Regions from separate parts of the Zea mays genome. Here region 2 is linked to region 1. A link is a contact called in public Hi-C data. All regions are on one chromosome and are shown on one strand. Each heading gives the region's core, a stretch centred on a gene start, on an enhancer-like site or on the middle of the called end of the contact. The rest is flanking DNA. Distances are from core to core; before and after follow the strand shown.

Evidence for each region. Hi-C and Micro-C count contacts between places; a contact is called where the count stands out from the background.
Region 2: a contact with region 1 is called in a Hi-C map of tassel, with 1.8 times the contacts expected there. The contact joins the promoter of LOC100284371 here to the enhancer-like site in region 1. A contact is called at or near these places in 2 of 25 Hi-C or Micro-C datasets (ear and tassel).

Annotation. Positions count from the first base shown.
Region 1 is chr8:65,660,423-65,665,080 of Zm-B73-REFERENCE-NAM-5.0, forward strand. No RefSeq gene overlaps it. Among protein-coding and RNA genes, the nearest start is that of LOC109941549, 180 kb to the left of the region's middle. Within about 2 kb of position 3,224, at least 13 of the 20 cell types and tissues checked have an H3K27ac peak or open chromatin away from gene starts, as enhancers often do. A contact at or near this core is called in ear and tassel, where this site is marked.
Region 2 is chr8:65,922,206-65,926,760 of Zm-B73-REFERENCE-NAM-5.0, forward strand. It overlaps LOC100284371, which reads left to right and starts at 3,126. Exons shown (of 4, transcript NM_001157266.1): 1 at 3,126-3,519; 2 at 4,119-4,507. The coding sequence starts at 3,417.

The DNA of each region.
Region 1 (4,658 bases), core at 1,974-4,473:
ACATGCACCTGCCCTTGTCTCAAAGACCTCAGACGGCTATGCATGTGCACCAGATAACTTAACATTATCTGTCCGAGTGCCCCAAGGACCTCGGATAAACCACTTACAACCAGGACCGTAGGATTAAGTAAACACAAATCACACACCAACAATTTTGCAGCGGAAATCTTATTACCAAATTTTACAAGTTACAACAAATTTACATTGTACATGATCGGAGTGATTATAAAAGTGATTCAAAGAAATAACTTTGAACTGTTATAAATTATTTATAGTTTTGAAATATATGCTAGCTCAAGTGAGCGTCCTCAATAAAAAGAATAGAAGAGTTACTTAGACTTATAAGAAGGTCGTGCCCACCGGCGCGTAACACCAATCACAATCAAAGTGACTCGTAACCTGCAACAACAATGGGAATAAAACCCTAAGTACGCAAGTACTCAGCAAGACTTACCCGACTAAAGAAAAGTCTCTCAAGGGTATGCTGGTTTTAGAAGGATTCAAGGTATGACTTATCAAGAATCAAGGACTCTGTTTGCAGAAAAGCTTACTATGAGTGGATCCTTAAAAATCCATTTTTACTTGTCAGGTTAAGTAAAGTTACCTGCATCTAGAGTTCTTTCTACCCTAGTTCAAGCACTTGGCCTATACTAGCCGTCTTTTTATCATCCCTTCAGTTCACTGGATTGCTACGTGTAGGGTAGTGACCAAGTCTTCATGTCCAAAAAGTAACGGCGATCTGAATCGATTAATACCCAGCTAGGGATCTCCAATCATGTGACCAGTTAAAAGGTCCTCAATCATCAAGCCTACATCGAGACGGTCCTTAATCGACTCAGACGGAGACACTACACCGAGACTCCCTTCTCGTGCAAATCAACCGCCTGGTCTCAGCTTTATTATTTTCAACCAAAAGTTTGGTACCTGGCAGAGGTACATCTTTTCTGATGTTGAACCCATCAAGGCCTTTGACAGATTCACCATCATAAGTGTTTTCTTTTTGAAAACATTCCCACCCACTGAAGCATCACTTTTGTTTTAAAATAAAACATTTTGTTTTTTAGAGCAAGGCTAAGCATCATAAAATCCTTTTCAAAAAAGGGTGTCAAGGAAGGGTAATCAATTTTCCAAGGAAGGAAATGCATCAATTGTTTAGCACACAACTCCTATCACCTAATGCATCAAACAAGGTGATAAAAGATTTTAAACAGCAAAGAGGTGACAAATGCACCGGGGCTTGCCTGGAATAAACACTACGTTAGTGTTGTTAGACGTCGATCACTTGACGACCATCTTTTGTTCTGATACTTGTTTCGTCTGTCCATCTTCAGATTAGTTCATTAGCTTCATCTTCTGGAGAAGTTCACGTGTAGCGATATCTTGTGGTCGACTCAGTTCTGGTTCTTCACATCACGTGGTTAATTCACGTACCAGAATGAAATGCATTATGCACATGAATGCATTTAGACAGGAATATTACAAACCTAAATAGTGCTACGCGATAGCGAATTAAACACCTAGCGGCGAGGCGTTGTACAAGTTCATATGGAAATACTAGTTATCGATATACGACTACGCGTAATAATTACGCTTCTCTAGATTAACCGAATCTAACGCAAACATCACGAAACAACAAACTATACACATTTAATACAATTAGCCTAAACACAACTTATCTAATTAATTAAATTCTAAACTTATCCCTCGTTTTATAAATTATACCACATCGCTCACTAAGAATTATATTTAATTTTATTTCACACCTCATATATTTTACATGTTAACAATTAATCAAACATTTCAGGTTTGACTACCAAAATATCCTACAAAATTAACGATGATAGCCTTATTGGATAATCGTTTGTATTACTAAATCAATTCTTCACGCTATTAATTCTCCTTACACAATAATCATTTTAAACTTGAGTTTCGCGTGACACGACCACTTTATACGTATGTACACATTCCATTGATGCATGAAGCGAGGCATCACGACATACATCTTATACCTCGACAACGCACCCGTGTTAAGAATAAAACAATCTTCACGAACAACTAACTCAACCAATCCATTCATGAGATCAGTAAATAAAAATAGCAAATCAGCTTACCGTTCCAACAGCTGACACGAATCTGCGAGATCGGTAATGATTCTCCGATTCTGCCATTACGTCAAGCACGTGGTGAGCACCACGCGAGATTTATTGCTTTATCCGAATTCTCGGGATCGTTTGACGACGCAAGGGATGTCGACGAGTTGGAGGCCTCCAGGGTCGAACATGACAGGGGCTTCGGAGCTCAGTACAAGTGACGCAGATCTGGAGGATAGATCGTCGGGATCGACTCAAATAGCGTAAGCATGTCCATTACTCAGGGCTCTCGTAGGGCTCTCGTCGAACACGAGATGCACAAGCCGCGACATCGGTAGCGAGTGAGGTCGACAACAAGGGCAGGACTGCACAGATCAGGGCTGCTGCACACACGACGCAACGACGACAACCAGCCAGGTAGACGACGTGATGAGGATTAAGGCCGAGCGAGCCGAGAGGGCACGCTGGCGAGCAGGAAATAGCCGCCGTGGATACAAGGAGAGCGCGCGGCACTGGGCGCGCAGGGGAGCACGGCATGGCGTAGACGCCAGAGCGCGCGACGCGTGCGCAGGAAGCAGCGGCGGATGCGCACGACCAAGGCACCAGAGGAGAGCTGCACAGCCGGCGAGCTGGAGCAGGGAGCTCGACGCGGCTAGGACGCGACGGCGAAACAGAGCTCACGGTAGCTGGGAAGCAAGCACCAGAGAAGGGCAGCGACTATTTCCTACAGATATCCAAGGAGAGGTCACGACCATGGGAGGAAGGTTGGGGCGCGCAGGAAGAAACCGGGGAAGCCAGGGGCAAGCCAGGAGCTCCAGCCGAGCGCTGAAGAGGCTGGGCGCGGTCCGCTCGGGGCACATCGGCCATGGCAGGGGAGCAGGGAAAGAGTCCCCCGGCGAGCAGAGAGGGATGCCGAGCAGGGAGCTCCGACCGACTGGGAGAACGCCGGACAGAGGAAATGGCGCATGGTGAAGGGAGCAAGCAGGAAGATCCGGCCAGACGCCGGGAAGAAGAGGCCGCCAGGGCGAGCCAGGCGCGCGCGCGGAGGGAGATGGATGAGCGGCTGCCATGGGAGAGACGCTCGGTTCAGAGGAAGGAGAAGGAGCGCGTGGGGAAGAGATAAGGAGAGAGAGATATCGACGCGACCAGATAAGGGCCAGGCAAACAAAAATCAATAGGGGAGCCCGGCGGGAGATCAGGATAGAGACGGCTTGATGAGAAAAAAAAATCAGAGAAGATATTTTCTTTATTTTTTTATTCTTTAATCCTTTCCCAATGTATTTTTAACACATTAATTATTCCCGGTTTGAATCTCATGACTATGATTCGTCTAGATTAGAATTTATACTGCCATATTTTAAACAATCTGTGTTTGACTCTCGAATTTTAAATTCAACGCACGTCAATCTGAATCATTGCGACACGAGCCGCGAAAATCTAATCTGAGTTCTAGAGTTAGGATTTAAATTGAGCCGAGAAGCAACAGACCGAATTAAATGGATTTCGGCTTCGATAATTTACTCTACGTGATTCGACTAATATTAGCCGAAACCATATATGATAATGCACACATGATTTTGTCACCAAAATAGCGTGCTGAAAAATGAATGGGATCATAACCTCGCGCATGATTTCTCAGCTCACGAGCAGAGACGGAATTATTTCACCCCAAAAACTTAGTCGTCGAGTTCTAAATAATTTGTTTGGGGATAAAAGCGTAAAAGGAGGTCGAGCTTCCGAATTCGTATTCGCGCGAGCGATGAATTTTAAATAATCACTGGGCACACCGATTTTCGGAACAACGATGTTCCGAACATCACGAAAATTTAGGACGAGCCCGGATAGATAAAAATGATGTCGAACTCGCGACAGACAAAACAGATGCGATATTAAAATCACGATAGACGAAAATGATTAAAATTTGGCATCCGTTATATCCACTGATATTATGTGCTTAAATCCATACTCGTTGTCGAGCAGACGGTAAACACCTGGGGTGTTACAGCCCCCCCCCCCTTAAAAGAATCTCGTCCCGAGATTCGAAACGAAAGACTTCTAAGAGTAGAGAAGCATGTAACCCATGTCCATATCAGCGGTAATCATAAGACAGTCCTGAGCGAAGGCGAGTGCCTCAGAATGTTGCTTTCTCTAGTGGACATATCATGTATCACCTTAGCTAATTTAGAGATGTCCACTAATAGAGACGATGTCTGCCAGAGGAACACCTAAGGTTCCATGTGTGTAGTTTGCTTTTTCAAATGACACTGTACTATCTGAGTCTGTTGGGCAAGCGGTAAATACGCGATTTTACTCAAACAGAACCAGATGCAACCTCTTGGGTAAAACACACAGAAAGGGGTTTACCAACAAGTGGTCACAGTATGTTCATAGCACACGAGACGAGTGTGAAGGTTGAATAACATCACAGTTGACCCATGGCTAGCCCAAAAATCCAAGTTCAAGAAAATGATAGAGACTCGGTAAATATCAATGAAGAGATCCGTTGATGTTGACTTCGCAACCAATCCATTTTATCAAGCACTAACCATAGTTCGACTTGATCACACA
Region 2 (4,555 bases), core at 1,876-4,375, 260 kb after region 1:
CCGACGAGGCGCTGCCTCCTGCTTGGCCTTGGTTGCCCTGCCTTCCCCTCCGTCGGCGGGGAAGAGGGCGGGGTGAGCTCGAAGGTTGTTCTTCCACCACGCGGGGAAGACGTCGTCGATTTCGCCGCCGGCGGGCGGGCTGTCGGTCGCCATTATCGCTGTCGCCCGGTGGTGGAATGAGTATCATGTCGTAGCTGCCGTCGAGGGACATGAACTCAAGACTCCCGAAACGGGGCACCGTCCCGGGTTGGAGAGGTTGCTGGAGACTGCCCATCTGGAGCTTGACGGGAAGCTGTTCGTCAACACGCAGCAGGCCCCTACCTGGCGCGCCAACTGTCGGCGTTTCGAGACCGGGGGGTCCCTAAGCCGACGAGTGAAATGTCGCCGCGTGCCCCAGCCCATATGGGTCGGCGCGAGGCCGAGCGTGAAGGGGGGAAGCGAGGTGGCCGGAGACAGGCGTGAGAGAGGTGGAAATCCCGCAGCCTTCGTGTTCGTCCCGCGCCCAGATCGGGTGCGCTTGCAGTAGGGGGTTACAAGCGCCCACGCGGGAGAGGGAGCGAGCGGCCTCACGCGAGCGCCTGTCTCGTCCTCGTCCCCGCGCGACCCACCCTCTCTAAGAGGGCCCTGGTCCTTCCTTTTATAGGCGTAAGGAGAGGATCCAGGTGTACAATGGGGGGTGTAGCAGAGTGCTACGTGTCTAGCGGGGGAGAGCTAGCGCCCTAAGTACATGCTGTTGTGGTAGCTGGAGAGATTTTGGCACCCAGCTTGGTGTGATGTCGTGGCCGTCGGAGGAGCGCTGGAGCCTGGCGGAGGGACAGCTGTCGGAGCTGTTGAGTCCTTGCTGACGTCCTCTTGCTTCCATAAGGGGGCTGAGAGCCGCCGTCGTCACAGAGTATGCGGGGCGCCATCATTGCCTATCTGGTGGAGCGAGCCAGATGGGACGCCGGTCTTGTTCCCTGTGGCTCGAGTCAGCTTGGGGTGGGGTGATGATGGCGCCTCTTGTTGACGAGGCTAGTCTGCGCCCTAGGTTGGGCGATGTGGAAGCTCCTCCGAAGCCGAGGTTGAGTCTGTCTTCCGTGGCCGAGGTCGAGTCCGAACCCCTGGGTCGGGCGAGGCGGAGGCCGTCGGCTGAGGCCAGGGCGGAGTCCGAGCCCTGGGGTCGGGCGAAGCGGAGTTCGTCGTCTTCTGGGGCTGAGCCCAAGTCCGAGCCCTGGGTCGGGCGGAGCGGAGTTCGTCGTCTTCTGGGGCTGAGCCCAAGTCCGGGCCCTGGGTCGGGCGGAACGGAGTTCGCCGTCTTCCGGGACTTAGCCCGAGTCCGAGCCCTGGGTCGGGCGGAGCGGAGTTCGCCGTCTTCCGGGACTTAGCCCGAGTTCGAGCCCTGGGTCGGGCGGAGCGGAGTTCGCCGTCTTCCGGGACTTAGCCCGAGTCCGAGCCTTGGGTCGGGCGGAGTGGAGTTCGCCGTCTTCCGGGACTTAGCCCGAGTCCGAGCCCTGGGTCGGGCGGAGCGGAGTTCGCCGTCTTCTGGGACTTAGCCCGAGTCCGAGCCCTGGGCCGGACGAAGCGGAGCTTCCTATGGTGCCTCCGGCTAGGCCTGACTGCATGTCAGCCTCACTCTGTCAAGTGGCACCGCAGTCGGAGCGGCGCAGGCGACGTTGTCTTTCTGTCAGACCGGTCAGTGGAGCGGCGAAGTGACGGCGGTCACTTCGGCTCTGTTGGCTGAGGGGCGCGCGTCAGGATAAAGGTGTCAGGCCACCTTTGCATTAAATGCTCCTGCGATTCGGTCGGTCGGTGCGGCGATTTAGTCAGGGTTGCTTCTTGGCGAAGACAGGGCCTCGGGCGAGCCGGAAATATGTTCGCCGCTGGAGGGGGGCCTCGGGCGAGACGGAGATCTTCCGGGTTCGGCTGCCCTTGTCCGAGGCTAGGCTCGGGCGAGACGCGATCGAGTCCCTCGAATGGACTGATCCCTAACTTAATCGCACCCATCAGGCCTTTGCAGCTTTATGCTGATGGGGGTTACCAGCTGAGAATTAGGAGTATTGAGGGTCCCTAATTATGGTCCCCGACAATACTATTTATAGAATAAAGTTTAAAATAGGTGATAAAATAGAGAATCTGTTAGATATGACTTTAATAGTACTCCATTCGTTCACAAATGTTTGTCGCTATGATATTCGTGTCACCCAAACTTTATTAAAATTGACTAGATTTATTGAATTTATTAGCAACATTTGTATTTTCGAATAATTTTACTAAAAATAGATTCAAGGACCTAATGATACTAATTATGTATCATAGATATTAATATTTTTATATAAATGTGGTTAAAGTTAAAAATAATTGATTAGTAGGGAAAAGGCAGCCGGAAAACGGGGACAATCAGATAGACAGCGCGGGTTTAGAGATGGCAATGGGTAAATACCCACCGGGTATTACTACCCCATACTCATACCCACGACAAAAAAATAACCCCACCGGGTCACCCATATACACTGGTGGGTATGGATTTACCCCCATACCCATACCCACGTGGGTATGGGTCACCCATCGGGTCACCCGTACCCACAAAAATTAAACATCTATCAAAATATTATATTATACAAATATCAAGTATATCCATCTAAATACCATTACAAAATTTCTAGCATCATTTAACCATCCATTCAACACACATTGGGTGAATTACATGTTCCATTACCTGGTCATTAAATTGTCGTTAAGCCTTCTATGACATAATGACCTAAAAGATTATTAAATAGTAAAAAAGATGGATGACTAAAGTCTAAGTTCATGCTTGAGCTAAGTTTATATTGGGTATTTTATACCCACGGGTTAACGGGTATGGGTGAAGGTGGAACGTTCTAATACCCGTTTACCCATTGGGTGAAGATTTTTGCCCAATAACAGACCCACGGGTAGAATATTTAGCCCACATACATACCCTAATGGAGTAAATACCCATCGGGTATCGGGTCGCGGGTACCCATTGCCATCTCTACGCGGGTTCCCTCTTCTTCCTGAGGATGTGCGTGTGTTTGTTGGAATTTTTCAGAGGAAGAAGGGAAAAGCCTAGGAAAGCCACCGCTCACCTTCTCCGGAGCACCCCCACCACCAAACACAGCTAACAGCTTGGTGGGATGGGGGGAAAAGGCTTCCCTTTGGCTTGCCTGTGAGTGGGATCTCTTCTTCCTCCCCCAGAGCCCCTGCCCTCTTCCGCCGACAGCGAGAAAGCACGCGGCGCACAGCAACACGTCCCTGCCGTTCCTTTTGACTCCGGGGATCCCTCTCCTCCTTGCCTGCCGAGGAACCCACTAGCTTCCTACTACTTCCCCTCCGTCCTCTCGATCCCTCTCCCCGTTCCCTTGACCACCCGAGCATCAAGTGGCGGGGAGGGAACGCGGCGGCGCGGGCGAGGACCGATGGAGAAGGGGAGCGCGCCGGCGATGGCCCTGGCGCTCGCCATGCTTCTCGCCTGCTCCAGCATCGCTGCCGTCACGGCGCAGGAGACCGAGCGGATCGAAGGTACGCGGCGGCGGCGCGACCCCTCTATGCTTGTGTTCCTTTCCATCTTGCTTCTGATCTAGATGAGCACGTTCTTGTCAGTTTGTAGGGATCGAGCTACTCGTATTCTCTAGTGTTCTTTTTGCTCCTAGTACATACGTTTTCTCTAGTGAATTGGCAAAGCAAGAAGTTAGTATGACAGCTTGAGCTGTTTGGCCTCTGAACCCTGAATCCATATGCTACTGGGTTACAGATAACCAGAATGCAGGTTGATCCTTCGGTGTCCTTTTCATAGTTATTTGATCTGGTTAAAAACACCTTTTTTATCCGAACATCCTGCTCCTGCTGACATACACGCTTCAATTTTTTGTCGTTGACCAACTGATGCACTCTGTAGTGCCAAGTAACCCATCAAGCTTGACAAACAGGATCGTACTCAGTGGAGCATTCGATAGTACATGATGATAACCATCATTCATTCAGTTTAACATAGGCACACAATTCGTTTGAGACATGCAGATTGCTTAGCTAGCGGACCGTTGCTTCAGGGTTTTCTTAGCTAGGTATATTCTTTTCCCCACTTTTATGCTAGCCCTAATGCCGTGGCCAACAAAATGCAGGAAGCGCTGGTGATGTGTTAGAAGATAACCCTGTTGGGAGGCTCAAGGTCTTTGTCTATGATCTCCCCAGCAAATACAACAAGAAGCTGCTGAAGAAGGATCCTAGGTGCCTGAACCACATGTTTGCCGCCGAGATCTTCATGCACAGGTTCCTGTTGTCGAGTGCTGTCCGAACTTTTAATCCTGAGGAAGCAGATTGGTTCTACACGCCCGTATACACGACATGCGATCTCACCCCCAAGGGTCTTCCCTTGCCTTTCAAGTCTCCTCGAATGATGCGCAGCGCGATCCAGCTGATTGCTACGAATTGGCCTTACTGGAATAGATCAGAGGGCGCTGATCATTTCTTTGTCACGCCCCATGACTTTGGTGCTTGCTTTCATTATCAGGTACGATGCTAGTAGATTAAGTAGCGGTTACATGCATTTATGTATCCT